Regions from separate parts of the Mus musculus genome. Here region 2 is linked to region 1. A link is a contact called in public HiChIP or PLAC-seq data. All regions are on one chromosome and are shown on one strand. The core of a region is the stretch at or near the end of the contact, and the rest is flanking DNA. Distances in the headings are between cores, read along the strand shown.

Evidence for each region. HiChIP or PLAC-seq counts read pairs in DNA pulled down with a chosen protein or histone mark.
Region 2: a contact with region 1 is called in an H3K27ac HiChIP or PLAC-seq map of microglia, with 3 times the contacts expected there. The contact joins the enhancer-like site here to the promoter of Cbx7 in region 1. A contact is called at or near these places in 3 of 39 promoter capture datasets (cranial neural crest, liver and neural stem cells), 2 of 15 datasets of contacts at CTCF or cohesin (CD8 T cells and embryonic stem cells), 4 of 484 Hi-C or Micro-C datasets (the HL-1 cell line, bone marrow-derived macrophages, liver and 1 more), 25 of 115 datasets of contacts at active chromatin or transcription factors (SST interneurons, T-cell acute lymphoblastic leukemia, bone marrow-derived macrophages and 17 more) and 3 of 9 other capture datasets (adipose tissue, liver and pancreatic islet).

What each region holds. Positions count from the first base shown.
Region 1 is chr15:79,929,286-79,935,363 of GRCm38.p6, forward strand. It overlaps Cbx7 (chromobox 7), which reads right to left and starts at 3,361. Exons shown (of 7, transcript NM_144811.3): 1 at 3,163-3,361; 2 at 1,301-1,344. The coding sequence starts at 3,231.
Region 2 is chr15:80,101,814-80,107,891 of GRCm38.p6, forward strand. All of the region lies in intron 1 of Syngr1 (synaptogyrin 1), which reads left to right. Among named protein-coding and RNA genes, the nearest start is that of Gm31134, 13 kb to the left of the region's middle. Within about 2 kb of position 3,833, at least 30 of the 459 cell types and tissues checked have an H3K27ac peak or open chromatin away from gene starts, as enhancers often do. A contact at or near this core is called in bone marrow-derived macrophages, embryonic stem cells, extraembryonic endoderm stem cells and 1 more, where this site is marked.

The sequences.
Region 1 (6,078 bases), core at 2,111-4,610:
ATCAGTCCAAATCCCAGAACAATTGGCTCTAGGAGATGCTTTGGGGGTTCGGTATTTGAAGACTTGCAAACAGAGGCAGAGGCTTTGTCCAAGGGCTTCCAGGTGGCCACAGGACAGCCAGGCCTTAAGTTCTGCAGCAAAGGGGAGAGAAGGTGTCATTCTCAGATGATCTAGTCAAGTGGCTCTGAGCAGACACAAACAGGAGGGCTATCAAGGCACTAGCTCCCATTCTCTTCAGGGAAGCTGTAGACATGATCAGCTGCAGATGAACGAAGATAGCGCAGCTGAGCACCTCTGAGGACACTGACCACTAGTGACCAATGGAGGGGCATTTGGGAATGGAAGATGGGGGAGGGGGTAGACAACATGTGCTGTGCCTGTCAGTCATCAGGTACAGCACCTGGATGCCTGCCTGCAGTCCACCCTGAACCAATACCCAGGTCACCATCCCTCCATGATTATCTCAGGATCCAATCACAAGGTCAGCCCTCCACCTCCACCCCTCCCACACACAGACAGAGGAAGAAAGTCCTGTCCAGAGGTGGTCAGAGCCATCAGGAAAGCAGAGGGGTTGTCCAGGAGGCAGAGCAGATCACTCACAAGCCAATAGAGAGGTTCTATATCTAGCCTGTTCTCACCGGCAGCAACTCTCTGCTGGGAGGTGACTGGTTAGCGAGAGACTCCTGGTTAGGTCTCAGCACCAGAGGCCCACCGGCTGTGCTGTGTATCAAACCTAGCTCTCTAGCCCACAACATTAGGAGAGAATACTGGAAATTCAGAGAAGCCTGGAAATGAGCAGGCTCTGCTCTGCCTCCCCTGGCTGTGTGACCCAAGGAAAGTTGCTCATTGTCTTTGACTCTGTCTCTTCACCTGAAAAGCTCAGAATCAGAGCTACTTAAAAATAAAATAAAATTAAAAAAAAAAAAAAGATAACTTACTTGGTAGGCAAGGGAGCACCATCCAAACCCAAGATGACCCAGGCTCTGCCTTTCCCTACCCTGAATGCAGTGAGGACTGGGGAGCCACTGCCCAAGGTTCCCCTCTCACCTAGCACTGAACCTGCCCCACATGGGGACCTCTTCCCCTTGGCTTGCAGCCATTTCCGAAGCCAAGATGCTAGGGCCTTTGCTTCATGGCCAGCAAGGGAGCAGGATGAGGGGATAAGGAGGCCACCCCTTACCAGGGGGGAATTAAGGCCTAGAAAAGCTGGTGATTGAGGAATGCTTGCTAAAAAAGCAACAGGAGCTAGGGCCAGCCTGGTGAGAGGATGACAGACAGGGGACACACAAAGGACTCTTACTTGGGGGGCCATCCTTTCCACTTCACCAGATATTCAACTTTGCCCTGTGAAAAAAAGAAAGGAGATAGGGTGAGACATACATACTCTACCACCACCTGCGGGACAATAGGACCCTCTGCCACAACACAGTATCACCAACCTGTGAACCTCAAGATTGTCAACCTGGAGTCAATACCCCCCAAAACTCTGGCTACCATGCGACATCCCTACAGGCCTCCTTGCTGCCCCACGGGAGTATTATCTGGTCCCAGACATCCCTGGAATCCTAGAGAAACTGAGACCACATGGGACTGTGCATGTAGAGCCTTGTGCGGTGGCTGAAGGACCACCATGCCAGGACCATGATTCCTCACTTTCAAAAAAAAAAAAAAAAAGCCTCAGGTAGAGGCAGCCCAGCAGGCCCTCCACTTGTTAGAAATTGGAGCCTCAAGGGAAAGGGGTCTCTAAGTGTCTCATCCAGCACCATGCACTGGATGAAATATCAACATGGGAGAGCTTTGAGTTCCTCTTCTCTGATCCACCTTGCCAAAGAGTCCCCCCCAGCACCACGCAGTGGACAGCTCTTTATGAAAAGCCTTTGTCCACCAAAGGCATCCACCTTTCCTTTCTCCTGCATCCTTCGTTCATCCTGCATCCTTGTCCTCTGCCAGAAAGCCAGTTCTGAGAGAGAAAAGGGAGCCTTGAGCTCTAGAGTACACTGCCGCCTCGGTAGAGATTTGGGAGTGCTGAGTTGAGCGAATGAGTCCCCTGTCTGACCCACCTCTCTGTTCCTTGTTAGAGGAGATGATGTCTATACCCGCTTCAGTCTAGTACCGAGAAACAGCAAGGAAAGAAAGCAGCCCTAATCAATAGATCGCCAAGCTCCAAGCCACCTACCTTGGGCCCACCGGAACCCGTGCTGAGGATGCTACAGCAGACACTCTCATGCCTGCACTTAAGCCAAATGGAAAAAAGGTGGCTTCAGGAGCCTCCGAAACAGATGGCAAGGAGAAAAGGAGAGGGGACCCTCCCTTAGATCCAGGACAGGAACTCTTTTCATTGCATATGGCCAGCTCCAAGTTCACTCTGGGAAGAGCCCATCAGCAAGCACGTGCACAAAGATCGCAGACTTGAGGTCTGGACAGGAAACTGCAGGTTGAGGTGTGCGGCCCTAAGCGCGGCAAAACCACCTCCTTAAATCTCAGGGTGTGTGTGTGTGTGTGTGTGTGTGTGTGTGTGTGTGTGTGTGTGTGTGTGTGTGTGTGTAAGTGTAAGGCCTTGGCAGAGGTGGGAGGAGCTTTGAGGATGTCCCAACAACAGTGGCCCAGGCTTCAGGGCAGCAGCACCCGGCTGGAAGGTTGGGGGAGGGGAGGAATGGGAGCGGAGAAGAAAGGTGTGCCCTGGGGGGTTGGGATCGGGAAGGTCAAAGTCCAATAAGAAAACTTCAGAGGCCACAGGAGACTTTCCTAAAGCTCTGCGGCCAACTTCAAAGGACTTGGTACTAAATATCCAGAGAGCCGAGTTCGAGACTCACTTTGACTCTAACGCACTGGCAAGTTGCTTCATCAACTTGAGCTTTAGTCTCCTCGAAAGTGAGCGTAAAGGGAACGAGACGGAATAGAACTCAGGATCTCTAGTCCTATCTTCATCTCCATCCCAGGTGGCCTCGGATGCACCAACATCCGAGGGCAACAACTTTAACTCTACTGGCCCTACATAGTGGTGGGGAAAGTGAGGAACAGGATGTGGAGACCCGCCAGGCAGCCCAGGGTCCCCAGGTCACCCCTGCACCACTTTCTGCTCTGCCCAACCTGGAGTGGGCGGTGCTGAGGAGCGGGAGGCAACCTCGCCCTGTCCCGGGAGCCGCCCCCGAGCAGCCTCACCTTCCGCACGCGCTTCTTCCGGATGCTCTCCACCGCAAACACCTGCTCGCCTATGGCTGACAGCTCCATGCGGGGCGGCGGGCGAGTGGGCCCAGGACCGGACCGGGCTGGGCCGGGGGTGGAGCTGCGGGGCCGCGGCGGCTGCGCGCGATGCTCGGGACGGCGGGGACCCCGTCAGGCTCGTCCGGGCGCGCACGCGCACGCGCGCACACCCCCTAGTGTTCCCTCACGCCGCCGACGTTCCATTTTTGAACCTGCGCAACGTTTTCCCCAGCGCCAGAGAGCGGGTGCGCGCGCGCGTGCCTCTGAAAGCGCCCAGAGGGTCAGCTCCGCCCCCTCGCTGCCGGAGCCACGCCCTACTCCTTAACCCCGCCTGCTGACCAAATTGGGCAGCTGGCAGCAGGTCTGATGCTCCTGGCAGTCTAAGGTCCATCCCATCTCTCAGTTCGGCTTCTGGGCTGGACGTGATCAGTCTTCCCAAGTCCCCCTAAAGACTGAGAAGGTCCGAAATGAAGTGGCCTTAAAGCCGAGATTAGCAAGCAAGTAATCTCAGTATTTAGACAGCTGAGGCAGGAAGATCAGGAGTTCAAGGCCAACCTTAGCTATGTAAGACCCTGTCACAAATAAATACATTGAAACAAGGATTGGAGAGATAGCACTTCTGCTCTTTCAGAGGACCTGGGTTGGTTCCCACCTCCAACATTATGGTTCACAACTGTGGCTCCATGGAATTCCATACTATCCTCTGATGTACTCATACACAGTGTGCACATACGTACACGCAGGCTAACAACCACTCATACACATAAGTATTTATTCAGAAATAAGACAAAACCTTTAAAGTTGGAGGTAGTACTTTATGCCTTTAATCCCAGCACTCGGGAGGTAGAGCCAGGCATATCATTATGAGTTCGAGGCCACTTTGTTCAAAACAGTGAATTTTAGGACAGCCAGTTTCCTTTCCTACAAAGGAGACAAGGTCCGGCCGGGTCCGCGCGGCAGGAGGGACAGACAGCAAAGCTTTCCACCCGGAGTACGTAGTCTAAGCAGGCCTGAACAGGTGCCTCTGAGTCCCCCGCTCCAAGCACGCTTCCACCCATCAACCCAAACCAGTCTTAGTAGGTGATGCGAAAACGCACCGCGAGCGCCCTTCCCTGAGGGACCAGGCTAGGCGCTGCTAACACCTCGTCGCAGGTGGAGACCCACTTTTGCCGTCTGCAGATCCCACAACAGCCTGGACTCCAGTGGTTTTTCCACCTCGCCCTTGGTTTGCTGACCGTTTGCCTCAACTAAATGTGGAAGGAAAAAAGTCCTCACCCCGGAGCCAGCACCAAGCCTTTTCAGTTTTCGGCATTGTTGAGGACAGGTCCGAGTCGTCCCCAACTCCTCCCATTTCCTCCTAATTCCTGCTGTTCTGACCTTCTGGAGGAGACTCAGGGCTTCCCCCTCAACATCACCACCCCCCACAGCCTGGATTCTTAGCAACAATCCCCTCCCCCACGGGGCCCAGTGATCGCAGTGCGCTTTCTACCACCAGACCCGACCGAGTCACTCAGTGCTTAGAAGCATTCTGGGGTTCCCTATTCTTAGAATAAACTCTAAGCACCTATGTCTGGCGAAGAAAAAAAAGAGAAAAAGAATGTTACATTGGCACCTGAGCTTTTTTTTTTTTTTTTTCAAATCAAGTGCAAAGGAAGCCAGAAGGCAGGGGATGACATGTCCCTGTCCCCAGAGAAAATTACCACCATCCGAGAACTATAATATTCCATGGAAACATCTACTAAGAACAAATGTACAATGAAGATATTTACGAATACAGACCCTAGAAATTCCCCTATCCCTAAGGGGAATTCCAACCCAAGAACAAGACAAGCAGGGCTCAGGGAAGTCTGGGGGTGGGGCGGAGGACAGAGGGGTCTGAGGTCTGATGCAATGAGGAAGAGACGATGAAAACGCTGGTGGCAAAAAAAAAAAAAAAGGCAGAAACCGCGTCCCCCCCCCCGACCCCCACCACAAAAAAAGATGGGAAATTAACAAGAGGCAGAGTAACCCCAGCGAGCGGAGTTCAAGTATTCTAATATCCTTACACACACCCCGGAGCAAAATAAAAAAATCCGTTAAGAATACAAGTTGCCAAGGTTAGAAACACCAAGAAAAGCAACCAAGCAAGAAGAGAGAAAAATAAACACATGATTTAAGTTCAAATGTTCTGTGATTCAGTAAACGTAGGGAACTAATACTGGGGCCAATTAAAAAAAAAAATGAAGCTGCATGAAATTGCCCAGCTGATGCAGTTTGCACAAAGTAAATACGAAAGGGGTGTTTGTAAAGGAGGGATAGTAACCGGATGGAGACTGGCGCTGGCGGGGCCATTTAAATATGAGGGAAAAAACGCATCACAAACACAAAGGAAGCCCCTTCTAAATAAAGGGACCGCTTTACCAGGAGAAAGGCTTCGAATTGGCATGCAAAACACCACAGCTGAAGGGGTGGGGGAAGAACACACACACACACACACACACACACACACACACACACACACACACACACACAAAACCACAGGAATCCACAAATTAGAGTCAGAGGTTTACTCCCCGCCCTCAACAGACCAGCAGAAAAATAGTAAGAGACCGTAAGAGACCGGAAATTTTAACGAGATTTGTAACCTTGACTAATGGACTTTTCTACAGCTTCTACAGTTTTCCTTCTTTTCTTCTTTTGGTTTTTAGTGACAAGGTTTCTGTGTAGCCCTGGCTGTACTGGAACTCACTCTGTGGACCAGGCTGGCCTGGAACTCACAGAGTCTGCCGGCCTCTGCCTCCAGAGTGCTGGGATTTTTATTTTATTTCTTTAGAAAGGATTTAACAGTGTTGACAATCCTCTGGGAAAAATAACCAAGAAGAGAGAGAGAGAGAG
Region 2 (6,078 bases), core at 2,583-5,082, 170 kb after region 1:
GAGCACCTGAGGCCCTGTCCCCTGCTCTAGGGGGTTCCCACTTGGGTGAGAAACTAGATCATTGCTGCCAGCGAGGAGTCCTGTAGGGAGCTTTGGAAACCTCCAGAGACTGGTTGTAGGTCCTTGGAGACAGTTTGTCTATCTGTCGGCTCCTGTCCCCTGCAGGGGTATGGTGCTTTCAGGTGCACACCTCTATCCCCGATGATCAAGTCTGCTCTCAGGTTCATAATTCTTTGCTGTATGGGATCTGGGCAAATTCTGCAGGCCGCACCTCTGCTGCAGTCCGAACTCCCTGGCTCTGTCCAGCCTTGACACTGCAGGGACTTGCAGCTGTCCGGCCCATTCTTTGCAAACACAGGTTGCTTACTGAACCACTTCTGGGTCTGCATTGATTCCTGGAACCACCCTGACCTTAGAGGCCCGGGGCCCAGCCTTTGCTTGCCTTGGTGACCTTAATTCCCAGATGTCTTTGGGCTCCGCATCAGCTTCCTTCATCTCCTGCCACACCTTGAACTCATTTGCACCCTAGGGCTGTTTTCCAGATATCTGATGGGTTAAGGGACCTGACTGCAGCCTGGCTAAGTGGTCGCTTCTTCAGAGGTCCCCCCTGTCCACCTAGTCTGTCTTCTCTTAGACTACTTAGTGCTTCTTCCCGGTGCACTTCAGGACTTTGGTACATATCTGTCTCCATCAGTGTGAACAGGGACCTTGCCTGCCTTGCGGTTGTGGTGAAGATATACATATGAAGTGCTCAGGAGTTGCTGTTAAGTGAATAAAATACTGACCTCTAGAAAGACACCTCCCAGGCCCCGCCCCATGCAGTGCCGATCTGTGTTTGTGACACGGTCACACCCCTGAGGTTTGTGTGTTCTTCCTGCACCTGTCACAGAGTTTGAGGTGTGACCTGTACTAGGAACAGTCTCCAAGGAAGAAGGCCTGGAAGGGGGCCTAGGACAGGGAAAGGAAGGGAGGAAGCTCATAGCTGAAGGAGAGCAGAGCCCCCAGAGTGTGAATGGGGCGGCCTCTATACCTAGAAACTCAGGATGTATCCAGATTGTAGAGAGAGGAACCCCAAACGTGACCTTCCATCTGTAGGGTGGTGACACATTCGAGGTAACGGGACCAGTGAGAAGGGTTCCGTGACTCAGAGCCAGGTTTTGTCACCCAGCTTGTTCAGACTACTGTGCTTCCTGTGCCCGAAGACAATGGCCACCCTACAGTCCATCAGCCTGTGTTGACGGCTTCGGCTATCCCCACACCTCCGCTGCATCCTTGGTCCACAGCAGCCTCTCTGCTTCCATTCCTCTGCCTGGATTATGTGTGCCTCAGATCCCTGCGGGGCCGGCTTCTTATTAGCCCATCTCAAAGGGCCTGACTTCAGGATCCTCCCCTGATCATCTTGACCTTCCTGCTGTCGGCCTAAGCATCTATTCCCCTTATGCATCAATCCAACATCTCTCTGAGGCTCACTTGGGTCGTCCCCGCCTGGGCCTGGCAGGCACGCATTCATTCCTCAAAGTACATTGGAAGCCCTGGGCTGTTGTGTTCCCCCTGAGCGTGGGTTCAGACAAGTGAAATTGCATAGCTAAAGACCCAAGGCCCTGCAGGGGTTCTCAGACCAGACTTGTACCCCACAGGGTCACTCCCCACAGGAAGGTCTTACTGCACTCAATGCCCTGTTTCTACAAGGTTGCAGGCACCAAGAAGCCCACAGCCTGTGGTGAGTGCCTGACCAGAGCCGGAGCCTGCCACCGCCACTGTGGAGCCACAGGCTTCCCATTTCTGTCCTTCTGAGAGTGTTATGATCTTGTGCCTCACCCTCCTGGGGACGCATGTCTCCAGCACATTTTTCCTGGCCTCTCCAAGGACTCCCTGTTTGGCTTACCCTAGAGACCCAATCTTGATGGTTCCTCATCAGCTTTCCCCAAGGCCCAGGTTTCCGCCTGCCTGCTTCCCCTCTCGGCTCCTTCTCTCAGCCTTGGAGGCCATTTTCCTTGCTTTGAGAAGTGGGGCCCACTCTTGCGCTAGCACCTGCAGTGCTATTTCCTGGCCACAGGAAGCACCTCCTAGGCACCTCCTAGGCACCTCCTAGGCACCTCCTAGGCAGCGTTGCTCAAGAGTACTCTGGCTTGGCTCCTTCTTCCCTGTAGCCTCCAGGGAAGGGAAGCTATCTGAAAGGAACTTTCTCTTATTCCTGTGAGGCATGCCCTGCTCTGGGGCGCAAACCTCATGTGGAGAAGCTGGTATTGTTTTGTTTTGAGGTACCAGGATGGTTAGCACCTGACCTACCAATGAACTACATCCCCTGTGTGTGTGTGCGAGCATGCGCACGAGTGTGCCACCGTGCACAGGTGGAAGTCAAAGACAATTTTGCGGAGCTGTTTCTCTCCTTCGATGTTTATGTGGGTCCTGAGAGTCGAACTCAGGTCGCCAAGCTTGTGCTGCAAGCGCTTTTATCCCCCGAGCCATCTCACCAGAAGATACTTTTTCTAGAACGTTCATTGTCCAGTACACAACAAACCTCAGATTTGACTGTAGCAGGCTTTTCCTTTTTTTTTTTTTTAAGATTTATTTATTATTATATGTAAGTACACTGTAGCTGTCTTCAGACACCCCAGAAGAGGGCGTCAGATCTCATTAAGGATGGTTGTGAGCCACCATGTGGTTGCTGGGATTTGAACTCAGGACCTTTGGAAGAGCAGTCAGTGCTCTTAACCACTGAGCCATCTCTCCAGCCCATAGCAGGTTTTTCTGAAATCTATCTAGTCAAAAGGCTTCCATTCTGCTGATTTGGTGGCATCAGGTGACGTACAGGACCTGGCCATTTGCTGCTAGACGCCTTGGGTCTTTGTAGCTGCCAGACGCAGATGGCAGTGTGCAGAGACCAGGTAGCACTTGGTCTAGGCTGCTGCCCCTCAGCGCCTGCCCTGCCTGCCTGGGGTGTGGGTAGCCCTGGAGCCCCTGACATAGTCTTTGAAACCCTATCATAGGCCACTCCCCTCCTGTTCCCCTGAGCACCAGCCTGAACTCAGTGTTGCTTAGCCATCATATTGATGTTACAAGGTACAGCAAGGCTACCTGCTGGCCTCTCTCTCTCTCTCTCTCTCACCACCTGGTCCCCTGGTCCCTTACTTCAGGCCCTCCACTGGAGGCTGGTTACCTTGTGAGTCTCAGTTTGCCTTTTCTGTCAGTGAGCCATTCTAAATCACCTGCTGGGTTTCATGAGCCAGATGTAGAGCCAGTGAGCCCGAATATCCTGTATGGACAGGTCTGTGGTATCCTGTGGCTCACCAAAAACCTAGCCCCTTCCTTCCTTCCTCCCTCTCTCCCTCCCTCCCTCCCTCTCGCCCTTCCCTCCTTTCTTCCTAAATCAAGATAGGATCTCACTATGTAGGCCTAAGTATTTTGGAGCTTGCTGTCTAGACTGGGCTGGCCTCACATTTCCAAAGATCTCCTTCTCTGCCCATCAGGCGACCCCCCTCATCCCCTGCTTTCTGCTCTGCTCTGCCGCTGTTTTGCCTGTGGTAAAAGCAGCCGGTAGAAGAAATCACATCAAGTATGTGGCATGGTGGCACAAGCCTTTAATCGGCACTCGAGGCAGAGACAAGTGGGTCTCAAAGTTCAAGGCCAGTCTGCTTCTACATAGTGAGTGAGACCTGTCAGAAGGAAAGGAGGAAAGGAGAAAGAAAAACAAAACAAAACACAAAATATGTGACCTTGTGTCTAGGTTGGGCACCAGAGATAAGACTCAGGAACTCAGAATGTCTTGTGTGCTTAGCACATCTCTGCCTCTGCCCTCCCTTGCCCCTCCCCCGTTCCCACACCCCAGCCCTTGTGTCTAGTTTCATTGCATATTTCAGTTCTTCCCTTAATGGCTGGGTCAGGATCCACCTTGTAAAGGGCTGTGGGCTTTGCTTAATCTTCCTTCAGTGTCCGGAACCTGTGGCCTCAAGCTCGCTCTCATTTTTCCTCAGGAAAAGCTTGCATAATTCCCCCAAGTGCCTGTGCCTGTCTTCCTTCTGTTGCTTCGCTCTGCACCTTTCAGCATCGTGTAAAGTGCAGGCACTTAATAGAAATTCAAACATCACAGGCCCTGAGGCCTCGGGGATGTCACGAGGCAGTCATGAGGCCATAGCTAAATCGGACCACTGTCATGTGACACATAAGAAGACAAGAAAACAGTGTGAATGGTTCTTGGATTTCCCTCATTGTCTGTATCTCGGTTTCTTTAATCCTCTGGGTGTCAGCTGTGAGCATGCCAGGCTGATACTGAAGTGACAGTTCTTTATAGAAAGATACAAGGAGGGGGGGGGGCATCAGTTAAAAGCACTAAATGCTCTTTCAGAGGGCAAAGCTTCCACTCTCAGCACCCACATGGTGACTCACAGGGCGATCTGACGCCCTCTTCTGGCCTCTATGGGTTCTGCACACTGTGGTGCACAGACAGATTATCACTGCACATAAAATACAGTTATTGTTGGGTTTTTTTTGTGTGTGTGTGGTTTTTCGAGACAAGGTTTCTCTCCCTGGCTGTCCTGGAACTCACTTTGTAGACCAGTCTAGCCTAGAACTCAGAAATCCATCTGTCTCTGCCTCCCGAGTGCTGGGATTAAAGGCGTGCGCCACCACGCCCGGCTAAAATACAGTTTTAAATAAGTGGAAAGTTGTTGCTGAGGAGACGTCTCAGTTGGTAGGTTTTTGCTCTGCAGGCATGAGGACCTGAGTTCAGTCCCCACTATTCACCTGAGAGTTGGGCACGGTGGCTTGAGTTTGTAGCAATAGTGTGGAGGGAGGCAGGAGGATCTCTGGAGCTCACCAGCCAGACAGTCTAACTGAACCTCTGAGCTCCAAGTTTAGTGAGAGGTCCTCTCTCTAAGAGTAAGGCAGAGAGGACCAGAGGAAGACCTGACATTGATTTCTGGCCTATACATACATACATGTGTGCACACACACATACATGGGTACACATACATGTGTGCACACACACAGGTGCACATGCACACATTCGTACACACACAGATGCAAAGCAACAGCGAGTGGGAATGGGCAACAGCAATTGTCCCAGCTTCCGCTTCCAGCTCACCTCAGGCCACATAAGCCTTTTTCAGTCTCTCCGAGATCTGACCTTTCCCCATCCAGGAAGGAAGCATGACGGTGACAGGTAGGTGCCCTGGGTTTGGACCCCATTTCTGTCACTTACCAGTTGTGCAGCTTCAGGCACATTCATTAACACCGGCTATATATTAGTTACCTATCACGGCATAATAAATTGTCCCTAAATTATGGCCTTAAAACAGCTGTCACTTGTCATCTCAGTTGTTGTGGGTCAGGAATCTGCTTAGGTAGGCTCCATTGCCTCCAAGTCTCTCACAGGCTAAAGCCGCGGTATCAGCCAGCGCAGTGGTCTCATGTGATGACTCTACTCCGGATGCATCCATTTCAAGTTTACTAAAAACGGTGCTGGTTGAGTTCCAGTCCACCCCCATTCCATAGGCTGCTGATGGCAGTCTTCGGTTCCCTTCAGTCTACCAGCCAGAGACTTCTCTCTGCTTCTTGCTGTGTGGGTTTCTATGGTGCATCTTGAAACACAGCAGTTGGCTTCCAAGAGAGCAGGCAGGGACAGGAGACAAGAGAGTGAGTGAACTGGGAGCCAGAAGCAATCCCTCGCTGCTTACATAATGTCACGTTTATAGAGTGTACTTTGACCATATTTCTCCCAGTTATCCCTTCATCTTCCTTCTCCCGACGACCCCCAAGCCCCACCCCACCGTTCCCAACAAGCTCTTACCTTCATGTCTTTATGCTTTATTTATGTGTATGTATGTGTACATTGTGTCAGTACTGTGTGTGTGCAGTGCCCACAGAAGCCAAAAGAGGGCGTCAGATCCCCGGGAGCTGGAATTACAGGTGGAAACTGTACCCAGGTCCTCTGGAAGAGTAGCAAGACCTTAACCCCTGAGCTGTCTCTATAGCCCTGTGTCTTTGCATTTAAAGTTGCTTGTATGAGCACAGTAGGGGCAAGCACAGTTCACCAGCCCTGCACTATGAGGAAGATGGCTGCCCTAGCAGCTACTGGCC